Regions from separate parts of the Mus musculus genome. Here regions 1, 2, 4 and 5 are each linked to region 3. A link is a contact called in public HiCAR-type, Micro-C and promoter capture Hi-C data. All regions are on one chromosome and are shown on one strand. Each heading gives the region's core, a stretch centred on a gene start, on an enhancer-like site or on the middle of the called end of the contact. The rest is flanking DNA. Distances are from core to core; before and after follow the strand shown.

What was found. Promoter capture Hi-C pulls out the DNA fragments that hold promoters and counts their contacts. Hi-C and Micro-C count contacts between places; a contact is called where the count stands out from the background. HiCAR-type assays count read pairs that join an accessible place to other places.
Region 1: a contact with region 3 is called in a promoter capture Hi-C map of hippocampal neurons, with 6 times the contacts expected there. The contact joins the promoter of Dleu7 here to the promoter of Kpna3 in region 3. A contact is called at or near these places in 3 of 39 promoter capture datasets (cranial neural crest, hippocampal neurons and maxillary cranial neural crest), 1 of 115 datasets of contacts at active chromatin or transcription factors (astrocytes) and 1 of 9 other capture datasets (liver).
Region 2: a Micro-C map of palatal mesenchyme shows a contact between it and region 3, with 2.3 times the contacts expected there. The contact joins the enhancer-like site here to the promoter of Kpna3 in region 3. A contact is called at or near these places in 4 of 39 promoter capture datasets (the 3T3-L1 cell line, 3T3-L1-derived adipocytes and cranial neural crest), 2 of 484 Hi-C or Micro-C datasets (3T3-L1-derived adipocytes and palatal mesenchyme) and 1 of 115 datasets of contacts at active chromatin or transcription factors (astrocytes).
Region 4: a contact with region 3 is called in a promoter capture Hi-C map of liver, with 4 times the contacts expected there. The contact joins the promoter of Mipep here to the promoter of Kpna3 in region 3. A contact is called at or near these places in 12 of 39 promoter capture datasets (the 3T3-L1 cell line, 3T3-L1-derived adipocytes, the SN4741 cell line and 7 more), 1 of 484 Hi-C or Micro-C datasets (3T3-L1-derived adipocytes) and 3 of 115 datasets of contacts at active chromatin or transcription factors (astrocytes, bone marrow-derived macrophages and memory CD8 T cells).
Region 5: a contact with region 3 is called in a HiCAR-type map of astrocytes, with 2.8 times the contacts expected there. The contact joins the enhancer-like site here to the promoter of Kpna3 in region 3. A contact is called at or near these places in 5 of 39 promoter capture datasets (cranial neural crest, embryonic stem cells, hippocampal neurons and 2 more) and 1 of 115 datasets of contacts at active chromatin or transcription factors (astrocytes).

The regions. Positions count from the first base shown.
Region 1 is chr14:62,291,590-62,294,289 of GRCm38.p6, forward strand. It overlaps Dleu7 (deleted in lymphocytic leukemia, 7), which reads right to left and starts at 1,390. Exons shown (of 2, transcript NM_173419.2): 1 at 939-1,390. The coding sequence starts at 1,361.
Region 2 is chr14:60,805,658-60,808,357 of GRCm38.p6, forward strand. All of the region lies in intron 7 of Mipep (mitochondrial intermediate peptidase), which reads left to right. Among named protein-coding and RNA genes, the nearest start is that of Mipep, 22 kb to the left of the region's middle. Within about 2 kb of position 1,399, at least 29 of the 459 cell types and tissues checked have an H3K27ac peak or open chromatin away from gene starts, as enhancers often do. A contact at or near this core is called in palatal mesenchyme, where this site is marked.
Region 3 is chr14:61,438,627-61,441,326 of GRCm38.p6, forward strand. Kpna3 (karyopherin (importin) alpha 3) reads right to left here and starts at 1,321. Exons shown (of 17, transcript NM_008466.5): 1 at 1,097-1,321. The coding sequence starts at 1,165.
Region 4 is chr14:60,783,248-60,785,947 of GRCm38.p6, forward strand. Mipep (mitochondrial intermediate peptidase) reads left to right here and starts at 1,319. Exons shown (of 19, transcript NM_027436.3): 1 at 1,319-1,623. The coding sequence starts at 1,441. It overlaps Mipepos (a long non-coding RNA gene), which reads right to left and starts at 1,302. Exons shown (of 3, transcript XR_001781278.2): 1 at 1,226-1,302; 2 at 767-1,114.
Region 5 is chr14:62,388,263-62,390,962 of GRCm38.p6, forward strand. All of the region lies in intron 2 of Gm46457 (a long non-coding RNA gene), which reads left to right. It also overlaps a transcript of Gucy1b2 not described here. Among named protein-coding and RNA genes, the nearest start is that of Gm46457, 10 kb to the left of the region's middle. Within about 2 kb of position 1,374, at least 91 of the 459 cell types and tissues checked have an H3K27ac peak or open chromatin away from gene starts, as enhancers often do. A contact at or near this core is called in astrocytes and hippocampal neurons, where this site is marked.

The DNA.
Region 1 (2,700 bases), core at 140-2,639, 850 kb after region 3:
GCTGCCCAGGAGTGGCACTGCCCAGTGGTTTGCAGGGTCCCTCCTCTATTCTCTCATATCAATCATTAATCAAGAAAATGCCCCACAGACTGGTCTACAGGCAATCTGATGCCAGCATTTTTTTAAAAATTAAAGTTTTCTCTTCTTTGATGACTCTAGCTGTATCAAGTCAATAAAATCTAACTAGCACAGTCAATTATTACATTAGTTAATGGCAAGGTCAAGACTGGACCCCAAAACCCTAGCCTCCTAACCTACCTCAGGTCTCTTCCCAGTTCTGCCGCATACATACAAGCTGGCTGGTCCAGCAGGAGTCTGGTACTATTAGCAAGGTTGTCAACATCTGGGACCACCTGCCCCCAGCCCACTTTATGAGGATTTGAGTTGATTCTGTTGGGTCTCTGTGCTCTGTGGAGAACTGGAGTCATGCAAAAGAATTGTGATTCACAGGTGTGAAGCAACTTTAAAAGTACACGATGTTGTCATAATACATGAAGCCGGGGACTTGGGATGTATTCAACGCTTTAAAGGAAGACCGTAAGGTTGGAGGAGAAGCTGATTTCCACAGGTAGAAAAATGACTCCTGTGACAGGTGGGTCTTGACAAGGTTTTCCCCTCCACACCACACTTGATGCACAGACTTCTGCCCCTCCCCCCGAGCCCCCCTCCTCCCCCCCGCGCGCACTCACACACACACACACACACACACACACACACACACACACACAGAGGTCCAGGTCTAGTTCCACGGTTTGGCAGACCCCAGGTAATTAGTTCTCAAGTTCTCTGTCCCACATGCTCAGTCCTCAGTGCGCTTCTTCCTTTGCCCCATCCACTTCTCCGCTCACAGCAGGTTGACCACACCCTGCTTGGACTCCAGTGGCCCAATTCACTTCATCCAGGCACTGCAACCCAGAGAGGAAGGCAGGGAGACTCACCTTCAGGTGGACAGGGAAGGGCCGCTCCTGCTGGAGAGGCCCAAGCAGAGTCTGCTCTACGCTGACCAGCTCCGAGGTCGAGTCCACCACCCGAGCCAGAGCGCTGCGCATCGCCATCCGCGCCAAGGTACAGGGCCCGCGGTCCCGGGGGAAAGGCAGCAGCTCGGCGCCCCCCTCTGCGCCCCGCAGCCCGCCTGCCTCGGGGGATCCCCGCGCTCCGATGCTCCCGCGTCCCAGCCCCCTCCGGGTCCGCAGCTGGCCTGGGCGACGAGCCTGGGCGATGGGCACGTGGTCCGGGCCGCGCGGGCTCCCTGGGGCGCTAGGACCGTCGCCCCAGCCCCACTCCTGCTGTAGTAGCTGCAGGGTCTGCAGAGCCACCATTTGGTGGCTGATGGAAGCCACTAAGGGCGCAGGGCTGGCCATAGCCGGCTAGCAGCTGGGCGCTGACGAGCAGGTGGAGCGCAGGCAAAGGAGCCTGGCGGCGTTCGGGGTCGCGGGGTCACATTTTTTCTAACTCTATGCTTTTCCCTCAGCGTGTGTGGCCCGCCCCGCCCCCGGCCCGCAGGTGGTGACCCGCACTTGCCCCTGCATTCACTGCCAGGCAGAATGGGCTCAAAATGACCCAAAGCTGCCTGGAGCCTGCTCGGTGAGCGCTTGAACCTGAGCCAGATGCTGAGCTCTGGTTCTTCCGCCTCTCAGGGCTTTGGTGGGGAAACGCTGCTTTGTGCGGATGTATCTATCCCCAGATACCCCGCCCCCTTCCTCCATGAAGGATGCCAGCAAAGAACGGCTTAAGGCAGTGAAGGCCCATGGGTCTGTAGTGTTAAAACCTCAGCAAGTCATTAAGCATGCCCAGAGCTCCAACCAATCTCACAAAGGACAGTGGTGGGCTCTTCTCATTTCCCTGAGAGCATTTTCAGAAACACCTTGAAATAGCTTTCAAGGCCTTGCAAATCCCCAAACAAAATATATGGACTACCAAAGTATCTCCAAAGTTCAGCCCTGGTTGCTTAGTTCCCTACGGGTACTGATATCCCAGATGCAGAAATGACATCAAGGTTGAGTTGTCATGAAACCCAAGCCTGGCACTGCTCAGATGAGGAGCTTGACCGTTTTGTGTGGAAGGCCTCTGGTAGCAAGGTCCAAAGTCAATCCTTTGATGGAGCAGGAACCTCAGGAGAGCTGCACAAATACCTATTTTTAATTACATCAAACATGGCTGTCTCCTTTAAGTAGAGGGAAAGAATGGATGATTTTAATCTTTCTAAAGGGCAGCTATCGGTGGGTTTTGTTTTGTTTGGTAGGTTTTGTGTTGTTTGCTTGCTTGCTTTTGAAGGCATTTGAAGGGAATAGTGAGGAGAGCTATCACAGACAGTATCTTTTTCTGCTTACTTTTTGCAAGGAAAACTTGGAGAATCCAGTGATGCAGCACAGCAGAGACAAGGGCACAGCGCCAGGAGAGAGGACTCATGGGGAAACTAGAGGGGCAGGCAGATGGAGGGTGTGTCTTGTGGGGTCAGTTCTGGAAGCTCTCTGGATGGAAATGCCACTGGGGTGGTCTTGTCAGTACAGAAAGGTGATCAGTAAGGGCTATGGGGGCCCTTGTTGACTAGGGGAGTTGACCCTGAGTAATCCTCCCGACTCCCCAGCAGTGGTTCTTAGGATTCTCAGTGTTTTCTTCCCCTCTGAAAACCAATCTGAATCAATAAAGAAGTTTTCGTAAGCAAAACAAGCGTGTACATGCAAATTATATCCAGGTAAA
Region 2 (2,700 bases), core at 149-2,648, 630 kb before region 3:
AAGATGCTGTTGTCTTGAAAGAGATCACTGTAGACACATGGCCGTGGGCTGAGGGCTCTGAGATACAAATGTAAAGTTGAAATATTTACTCAAAGGCATGGGACTGCATGAGGTCACTAAGGGGTATGTGCAGGAGGAACAGAAGGAACTGGCTCGGGGCAGCTTTGAGGTCAGGCTGCAAGGAAGAACCAGGAGTGCTCTGAGGAGTGGTAGAACAGTGGCTAAGAAAAGGAAGTGGAGTTTGTTCTTCTAAGGAGAGCAGAGGGACACCCTGACTTGAATCCAGTGGCAGGGCAGTGAGGAGAGGACTGGGGACTGGCCGTTGGCCCTGCTGGGCTTATTAGAGTTCATGGGACTCACAGCAGCTAAAATCAGAACCTATCTGTGGCAAGCAGGTGCCTGCCTGCCAAGTGGTTGGTATGGTGACATTTTGGGAGAAACTGCTGTACACAGTCACAGGAGATGTGACCTGTGTCCTTGAGGATTAAAGTTTACAGCCAAATGATTAGTAGAGACAACAGTATTAATTTAGCAGGTGGCTGTTTGTCAACTGATTAGATGGCTTGTGAGTTTCAGGACAGTGATGACATTGAAGAAATGGTGGGCTTTCACAGAGCAGGGCAGGAGAGGGACTGCGCTTACAGTGGCCATCCAATTGGTGGTGAGTCAGAGACAGCCACGTAGTGAGCGGGCATCGGGTTTATTTTTAGGGAGTCTCACATTCAATGGTGTATATTTGTGAACACACACACACACACACACACATACACACACACACACATGTATGTGGAGGCCTGAGGTAGATGCTTGGTGTTTTCCTCAGTTGTTCTCCACTTTATTTTTTGAGACGTGGTCTTTTCCTTGAACCTAGACCCAGTTGGGCTGGACTGTCGGGCCTGCAATCCCCAAGGAACCTCATGCCTTCAATTCCCAGTGCTGGGGTTGTAGGCGAGTGCTGCTGCATCTCTCTCTCTCTCTCTCTCTCTCTCTCTCTCTCTCTCTCTCTCTCTTTCTCTCTCTCTCTCTCTCTGTGTGTGTGTGTGTGTGTGTGTGTGTGTGTGTGTGTTTCCTGTGTGATGTGGAGGCTGGGACTCAGGTCCTCATACCCACATGGCAAGCACTTTACTAACTATGTCATCTCCTCCATCAGTCTTTTTAATATACTGTTTCCAGACTCTTCACATATCACCAGGAAAAAATATGGGTGACTGAGTAAAACATGACGGTGTGGAAATCAAACGCATATGGGGAAGTTTATTTGGAACTGTTGTCTGTGGTAGCTGAGATGTGGGAGAGCTTTGAGCTTCGGATGCAGGCTCTTGTCTCCTTTTCAGAGTCTGACGCGGTTAACTTGGCACCCGGGAGAGTGAGTGTGAGACCGTGAAGATGACAGGGCAGGGAGCTGGTTGCGGTGTAGGTCAGCCCCACTCTCTGTGTAGCCTCTCGTTTGAGTCAGAAAGGAGATAGCTTAAAGAGAGGGCAGGAAATTAAACCCGTAGAGAGGATCATCTGGAAAATATAAAGGCTGTGTTTGTGGCTGACTGGAACACACATAAAAGCATTGCTCGGGCTCTGAGGGCAGAAGGCAGCATGGGTTACTTCCATGGGAACCGAGGGGCTCTGCTGTTTGACCTCATGGGTCCCCACTGCTGCTGACTGTGGTGGAAGAACTGCAATGAGCACTGGAGGCCGATCGGAAGACCTTGTTTAGTTATGCTTGATGTAGATCCTGGGTAGGTTATTTACAGCTGTCTGTAAATGAAGAGCAGTGACCCAGGGAAACTTGGCTTTTTGGAGAACCATTTTTCTAAACCTTGCTGATATCATTTATGTCTTTATCGGTGTATATTATTTAAGGTGATAGTTTCAGAGGCTTGTTTTGTTTAAATGTCATGAACTTTGACCCTCTTCATTTCCTGTTACCCTCTCCTGTGCCCCTCCCCCTTACTGTGAGCTCCCTAACTCTTTTCAGATAATCCTCCTTTCTGTGTTCATGTATGTCTACAGTTACTTTGCTTAATAACACGATTTGAGGACATTCTTGGGGCTGGGGGTACCTAGGAGAAGTCAGAGTGGGGAGTGGAGTTGGCTCTGATCAAAATACATTGTTTATATGTGTTAAATTCTCAAAGAAGAAGTTAAAATTTTAAATGACTTATCTCCAGTTCCATCCAGTTTCCTGAAGATGACATAAGTTAATTCTTTATGCCTGAGTTTTCTCTGTCTGTCTGTCTGTCTGTCTGTATTTCTTTCTCTCTTATTTCTTTATTATTTCATCTATTGATTGGCATCTAGACGGTTCCTGTAATTTGGCTATAATTGCTGTGGAACGCTCACTGACTATGCTGGATAGCACACAAGACAGGTGTGCTGGGCCTACTGGTGGTTCTCTTAGGTTTTGAGGTCCCTCCACTGCTGATGTCTAGAGTCACACCAGTTTACAGCACCAGCAGTGGTAAGGACTCCTCCCTGCCCATTCAGATAGTATGCAAAAGAGTGTTTATTCTGTAGAAGCAACCAGCATACGGAGGTCAACCATTCTTTGAAATGGCGACTCCAGATAAAGGCACATAGGCCTTCTTAGAGGGAACTGGGGAAACTCTCTAGAAGGATTTCATTAGTGAGTGCTCGGGGGGCAGGGGGGGTCACAGGTACTCAGTGGAGTGGACTACATTCCTGTGTCATGGATGTTAAATCATG
Region 3 (2,700 bases), core at 71-2,570:
CTATTAGAATAGAGAAAAGGGGATGGGCTTAAAACTATTTCCCCCATCAAATCCAGAGGTTGGGTCCCAGTGAAGTTTGTGCTATTACACTTCATTGGTTTTAGTAGGAGCAGTGAGACCTCTAGCGCTACCTCAATAAGCAGAGTTTGCAAATAGTAGCTGCTAATGTCACCTTAATGAGACAATGGCAACATGCTGAGTAGCAGCAAACTGAGTGACCACAATGAATGTTTACAGTTTTGCAACCACTTGGAAAATCTACTAGCTTGGTGGCATGTGGTATATACAAGGACGTAGGAATCTTATGTATCCAATTTATTTCTGCAAAACAGGTGAAAGAAATTATTTTCCTATTATTCACACTTCGACTCCAAGACGAGCTTTAAAAAAACAAAAAACAAAACACAACAAACAAACAAAAAAAAAAACCCAAGATCAGAGGTCTGCACAACCTCCTTCCCAAAGCTTCAACACAATAGATGGTAAACTATTGTCCACCTTTAGCTCGCTCTAAATGCCAGCAGTCACAGGGGTATGAGCTGCAACAGCTCGGGAAGACTGGTCCAAAGGACCGCACTGGAATATAAGAAAATGGTCTTGGCGCATCCTACCCTCCCCCATCCACCACCCTCAAACAAGTCAGTTACCCGGCTGGTCCCCACCCCCCTCTGAGGGCTGCCACCGCCCGCCTGGGCCCGGCTCGCACAAGGTAAGCGCGGGGACCGAGGCTCCATGTGCGGCAGCGCGGGAGGCTGCACCGGCTGCGGACACGAGCGGCGGCGCGGCCCGGCCCCGGCGGTGCGGGTGGCACGCGGGCCGGCAGCATCCCGGTCCGTCCTCCCGCGCGGCCCGCGGACCCCGCCTCGGCTCCACATCCCTTCCCCTCCGACGCCAGGCCGCGCCCGCGCAGCGGGGCCGAGCGCTCAGTGGTCCCAGGTGCCGCGCTAGTCGCTCAGAGGGCGGCTGCTGCCCGGGCCGCGGCGCCCCGAGGCGGCGGCCAACTCCGACTGACCGCCAGCCGGCGAGAGCCAGCGGCCGCGGCCCCCGCCCCTCCCCTCCCAGCCGCCCGGCCCGGCCGGCCCCGGAGCACACTCGCCTCCACATCGCGGCCCTTGTTCTTGAAGCTCTTGATGCGGTGGTTCTCCAAGCCGGGGTTCTCGGCCATGGCTGCGCGCGGCTCCGGAGGCGTCTGCTCCTGCGGCGGCGGCGGCGAGTCGAGCGGGAGGGGACGAAGGGGGAGGAGCGCGCGCTCCGTGACGCCTGGAGCGCGAGGTGGCCGCGGCGCGGGGGCGGCGCTGAGGAGAGGCGCGCGCCGGAGAAGGCCAGGGCGCTGGCCTGCCGGCTGTCGCGGTGACCCTGCCCTCACCCCTTCGTAGGGCCTCCCCACAGCCGCTAGTCATGTGCTAGAAATGGAGCCCGACCTAGTCGCTTTTACCGCCACCGCTGAAGCGGGGCGGAGGGCGGAAACTACAGTTCCCAGCATGCCAGGCGCGGGTCTGAGCCACGCCGTGAGAGGACGAGAAGCATGCCGGGAGGGCTGTGCGCGCGCTTTCGGCTCGGCGCTCTCTGAGCGCGGGCTCGAAGCCCCACCTCTGGGCGGGGTGGTGGGCGGGGAAACTCTGGAGATGGCACCTTGCGGCCTATCGGGAGAGAGAGGCGGAGCTTCGGGGGCGCACCTTGCTCCCTACAGCTTGGAAAATTAGAAAAAGAACGGCCACGCGTGCTTTGCGCTTTTGGCTTCTTTAGGGTCTCCTCAAATAGCAGCCACCCTCAAACCCTGTTCTTTTGCTCTGCTTCGGTTTTATAAATAGCACGCTTGTTTCCACTCCACAAATACATGTGAGTGTGATGTGTGTGTTTATGCTTGCTTCTTGCACCTCTATTAAACTCAATGAGAACAGAGACATTGTTGGTCTCAAAAATCTGTCAGATCAAAACAGTAACTAGTAAATTCTCATTAAAAAAGAAAATGTGTTCTAGTATCCCCTGATTTCTCCAAGCATCCTTGTGCAGCCTTCACTTTGGCAGCCCTACCTTTCTATGACCCCATGCCTTAGTCCACCTTAACACACAATGTAACCTTCAGGCAGTTAATCAGACCCTAGGGCTGCAGACTCCAGACTGCCATCTCCCTTTAGCTTCTCATTGGAACAATAACAGGTTTTGGTTGATTTGGGTTGGTTGGTTGTTTTGTTTTTTGTTTTGCTTTTGTTTTTACAGCAGGTGGACTTTATTTGATTATTATCTGAGACTATTACATTTCAGAATTGTCTTAATTAGGGTTTCTATTGCTGTAAAGAGACACCATGATCATGGCAACTCTTATAAAGGAAAACATTTCATTGGAGCTGGTTTACAGTTCAGAGGTTCAGTCTATTATCATCATGGCAGGAAGCTTGGAGGTATGCAGGCAGACAGTGCTAGAGAAGGAGCTGCGAGTTCTACATCTTGGTCCGCAGGCAGCAGAAAGGGACTGTGCCCCAGGAGGGACCTAGCTTGAGCATAGGAGACCCAATGCCCACCCCATAGTGTCATATTTCCTCCTAATACTGCCACTCCCTATGGGCCAAGCAATCAAACACATGAGGCTAGGAGGCCATTCCTATTCAAACCACCACAAGAATCTTCTGCCAATATAAGCTTATGTGAAGTGTTATGCTACATACGATCAAAATAAGCCAGGTCAGAGTTTGGTAGAAA
Region 4 (2,700 bases), core at 69-2,568, 660 kb before region 3:
AGATATGACTGCCACCCCTCACGTCACCTTCTGCAGGAGAGATGACTGCACCTTCAAAAGAAAGCTCTGCTTCCGGCAGGACCCTACACCCTGAACCACGGTGGTGTGGCTGTCCTTCCTCTGGAGAAGGCTAGGGGTGTAGAAAGACTTCCCCAAGCTTTCCCAAGTCTGCACTGTCATTTCTACTTTCCCGGGCACTCGACCACAATTTCCCAATGCCCTCCCTCCCAGCCTCTGCCTTCCTTTCATTTTCGCAGTAGGACATTTCACATTAGTCCTGTCTGTACTGATTTAGATTTTAGACTATCGTGATGAGACACTGGGAGTTAGATCGACTCCCTGGTGGGCAGGCAGAGAGAAAGGGGGGGGGGGACCATGGCTAGGTGATGATGGTGGTGAATCTCCAAGATGCCCAGCTTCTTCCTCAACCTACCGTTTTCCTCTCCCACCACCAGACCCCATTGCTGATGGACCTGCTCAATGAAGTCAAGACTGGGTCAGGACATGTCACACAACAGTTCTGGGCCAACCAACCACCCTAGATTTCTTCAAACTCTCCAGCCCTAAATTAGGAGCAGAAGGCTCTGCAGAGGCTTAAAATAATAATAATAATAATAATAATAATAATAATAATAATAAACCCAGCCCCTGAGAGGAGTCTCTCTCTCTCTCTCTCCCTCTTTTTCTCTCTCTCCAGCTTTCTGAGTCCCCTTTGCAGAGAGTCTTTTTCTGTGTGCCTGTTGCAGGAAACACACACCTCACTCACCTTCCTTCTACTCCTAATTCTGTCCACGATGCTTAAGATTTCTCTGCTGCTCCATGCTGGTCTTCAGATTTTTCCTGCCTTTTAATTCTTCGGCTGGCAGAAACAACAAACCTGACCAAGACTCCTAGACTATATCATTCCAAAACCCTTAGACCGTATCAATAGTTTCCAAAGTCAAAATAGATGATAATTCTCCAATAGTTAATTCACATGGCTATACACAACCATAGCTGGTGGGCATGCAGACATGGAAGTGACTTCAACAACTTTTGGAGAAGACAGGTGCCTTGGATTTCGACTGCTTGTGGTTTCTTCTGGATCCTTTCACGCGCCGCCATTGAGTCTCCTCTGAGAATCAAGAAAGCATCAAGAAAGCATCTTGAGTTCTCACATTCATTCCTGGCACCTGTAAAAAGTTCCAATGCCTGACCCGACTTCCTTCTCCCTGTGCCCTAGTACCACTGTCAAACTCAAATCCAGGACGTTTCTTCCTCCAGACACACGAGGGCGCTACGAAACTGGAGCTGCTCAGAAGGCGTGGAGGGCGACGCTCTTCCTAACGATTGTTAGCGTGCTCAAGTCCGGGTCTGCCCTGCGAGTTCCGCGGCGTGGGCTGCTGCCTTGGAAACGCGGGGCGCGCGCTTCCCGAGCCTGGCAGAGCCGGGGTCCGGAGGATGCTGCTGGCGGCCGGGGCACGGTACGCCCGCCGGCTGTGCGGCCGGGGAGCCGCGGCGGCTCTGCAGGGACGCACAGGCCGGAGCTGCGCCCGGGACGTCAGTACTAGCTGGTCCCCGGTGGGCGCCGCCTTCAACGTCAAGCCCCAGAGCCACCTATGGAACCTGTTGGGGGAGCGCCGGGTGAGCGTGCCGTGGGTCTGGGCAGCGCGGGCTCCGCGTCTGGCTGAAAAGGGACTGTGCCGGGATAAGCGCACCCCGGAGCGGCTGACCCAGCGGCAACTCAGCCTTTCCTCTACTCAAGCTCCATTCTTTTCCTTCTGGCTTCAGAGTTCACATTTGCCCTTGGCTTTGTAACGACACTCTTGCTTTGAAAACTCCATCACACCTTAATTGTCCACTTCAGGCTGCTCTGAAACAACCTGTTAAACTAGGCATAGTGGCTCTTGTAAGACAGTCTTGATAGGTAGAGGCAAGAGGGTACAAAAGACAGTCCTTTGGGCTCCGAACTGACTTTGAGACTAGCCTGAGTTGCTTAAGAACCGGCGGTAAAACAGAAAGCACCTACAGAACCCTACTGAGAAAAATCAGATTTCCTGTCGTGCTTTGTAGTTTATTGCATAGCCTACGAAGTCATCAGAATTGCTTGGCTATTTCTACTCTGCCCTTGGTGGTGTTGGACACTTGATAATGAATGAGGAAAAGGCAGGAAGACTGAGGAAAGATTTTTGTCCTAAAACAATGATTTTTCAACCCTTCTAATGCTGTGACTCTTTAATACAGTTCCTCCCGATGCGGTGACCTCAAACCATAAGATTATTTTGTTGCTATTTCACAACTAATTGTGCTACTGTTATGAATTATAAACATCTGATATATGAACCCCCAGGTGGGTTCTAAAAGTGTTTTTTTATTTTTTTATCTTTTCACTGTTGGGCAGCTTTCTAAAGACAAGTCTGGGATATAGCTTCATTGTACTTCATGGCATATCTCTGTGTTTAACTTTGTCTATTTGAAAGTTCTTTCTTATTATATAAATTTTCCTCCAAAACCCATAAAGGTCGATGATGCTGGTATTAGTGGAGTTGGTGTTGGAAGTGCCTTTTAGCAGAAAGATAAGCTTGGTTTTGGGTGGATGAAATAGAACTGATTTCACCTGTATTTTAAACCATTGTTTAGTGTGTGTGTGTGTGTGTGTGTGTGTGTGTGTGAATGCATGCAGGTCTGGAAGGCGCAGGCCAGAGGACAGCCTTTCCGGAT
Region 5 (2,700 bases), core at 124-2,623, 950 kb after region 3:
AATATTGTATTTTTAGAATCATTTTTTCTGAGAGTTACAGAATCCCCTATATTTTTCTGTTCTAAACTGCCACAGCTGTGCATAATCTAAAACCACAGCTCAGGGATCTGGGGGAGACTCCAGGGTCTGCTGGAGTCAAAGGGTCAAAAAACCTCTAAGTATTTGCTCCACAGCCAACAGGAGCCCTGACTAGACCTGGGGACACCGTAGCCTGTGGTAAACTATAAATGTATGCTGGAACACTTAAAGCTGGGACTTCATGTTTCAGTCTCTTTTAATAGCTGGACGTCTCCAGTGAAAAATCACACTGTAACTTTTCTTTAGGTCTCTCCTGTTCTGTTCTTGACAGCACATATCTGACTGGAGCTGCTGTGTCAGGAGTACAGTCTCTGCTTCCAACACAGAGACGGCTCTAGCCAATGGCTGAGAGCTAAGATCAGAGTTGGGGTAGGGTGGGTCTGAAGGCCAAGTCCTAGGTCTGTACCTCAGTTTCCTGTCTGCGCAGTGTGGCTAAAAACCATACCTGTGTAATGCTCAAAGGACTTCAGCTGGGTACCACAATGGTCCTGCTATATATGTGAACCCAAGTTCCTGGGTAGATGCTGATGGCTTAGATAGGCCACTAAGATCTAAGAGAGTGCCATCATTAGACCCCACTGAATGCAGACATGGAACTGCTGTCATTTCCTCCTCACCTCACATCAAGTTGAACCCCTGAGGGGAAAGAATTCAGAATCCTCTGAAAATTTTCGGACTGCACCATGCAGAAACTCAGAGCAGTTTCTCTTTGGGAGACAGAGTCTCTCAAGCCACCTTTAAAGAATGATTCAGCCAGTTGGTTGACATATCATTATCACATTTTGAAGTTAACACAGCCCCAGAGTCTATGAATGCTCACCCCACAGTTAATTATTCTTGAGTTTTTCTGTGCTCTCAAAACATATTCTACTTATGTAATGATCCCTCGGGGGAGCACCAGGTGCCTTTGTCCCACAGACAGGGCCAGCTGTGTAAAACCTCTGCATCTGTCAGGTTTCTCTATGTGGCACATAATTGCCTGATTTCCATCTGAAAGTGCAGCACTGACATTAAAGCCACATAGAACCCACCATTGATAACAATGGCTTCCCGACACCTAGAAGAAGCATGGGGGGTGGGGGGGCAAATAAACATGCTCCCCAAATGAGCGCTTGCCTTCACAGGGGCTGGGTCTGAATGTACAGCTGCAGATGAAGAGAACAAACCAAGAGGAATAAAGGAAATGAAAGCTACAGATTAGCATTCGGCTGTCTCAGCCAGATGGTCTTCTGGGGAGAGCGGTCCTCCGCTTGCTTTCTTCAGTCTCCAGGCTAGCACACAGCACCCACTCTCTGCAGGGGCAGCAGTGATCTCACCCCTCAGCCAGGCAACCCAGTGAATCACTCACTCTTTCTTTCTCACACAACTGTGAGCCAATGAAAACTTGAAAGTGAAAGAAAGACTAAGAAGGGATTGGGGGGTGGGGGGGCGGGGAAGCCAGGCATCTGTGATGAATGAAAAAGTCTTAGCCTAGGAGAGGGCTAAGATACCAAGACTGAGGGAAGTGTCGGGAAGCATCAGCTAAGGAAGAAGAGAGCCACTGAAAGAGAAAGCTGTAGACACCCCTCCTCCTCAGCGCCCAGAAGCATTGCCTCCAGCATCCAGGATTGCCATGGTATTCAGGACCTTGGGGTCCTGGCTTTTACAAGCTTGGGCTTGAGGTCTGTGCTCCCAAGGTAAAGAAAGCAGTGGCCTCTTCTCAACTTATTTAGAAACTGTCGCCTCCCTCCATGGCTAGACGCCAATGAGTCTGCCAGTCATTGGTCTGAGGACCAGCCATCTGCCACCATCTGGATAGACCGTGCCTGGGCCAGGTGCCCTGAAATGGAAGAAGCTAGGTGGGGCAGAGGCAAGGGAGGGGGAGGGGCAGGAGCAAGGCAGGGTTATGGGGTAAACTGAGCCTGCAAAGCTGTAGTTGTAGAGGGCAGTTCCCTGGAATGCTCTACTCTGAAAAGGGCTCTACCGACAGTCACCACCAAGCCAAGTGTTCACTGCTCATGAGCAAGCCTCGTATTTGAGTGGCAGCCCAGGTCTGCTGCTGGCCATGAGACAGACCACCAGATGGTGTGTGCCAGGGCATAGATGTTCTATGAGCTAATCGATCCAGTAGGAGTTAATACATCTAACTTGGGTCCAAGGGCCTCAATTCACAGAAGATTCCAGAACAAGTGAAGGTGCATTTTGAGGTTTTAGAGGCCCTGTGAGCAAGCACTTTAGCAGCTCGCCAAACTTCCCAAGTGTGGTGGTTTGGATGAGAATGGTCAACCTTCCCCACTGTGATGGACTCTGAGCTCTCTGGAACTGTAAGCACAAATAAAACCTTCCTTCTATGAGTTGCCTCATAGAAGTAACAGAAGTAGCATAAGTAACATAGCAATAGAAAAGTAACAAACACTTCCGAATACCAGGAGATTGTCTGTAGCAGTGTTTAATAGAATAAATGTCAGCTGCAGGGTGGTACCTATCACAGGATTGTCTTTCTTTTACAGCTGGAAATGATTATTTAAATCAAAATAAATGTGGAACAAAAATTGTCCTTGTTTTTGGCCTGGACTATGGTACCTGTCGCACAATTCTGACAGTTCTAAATATAATGTTCAATGAAGTAGCATATTGTACTGT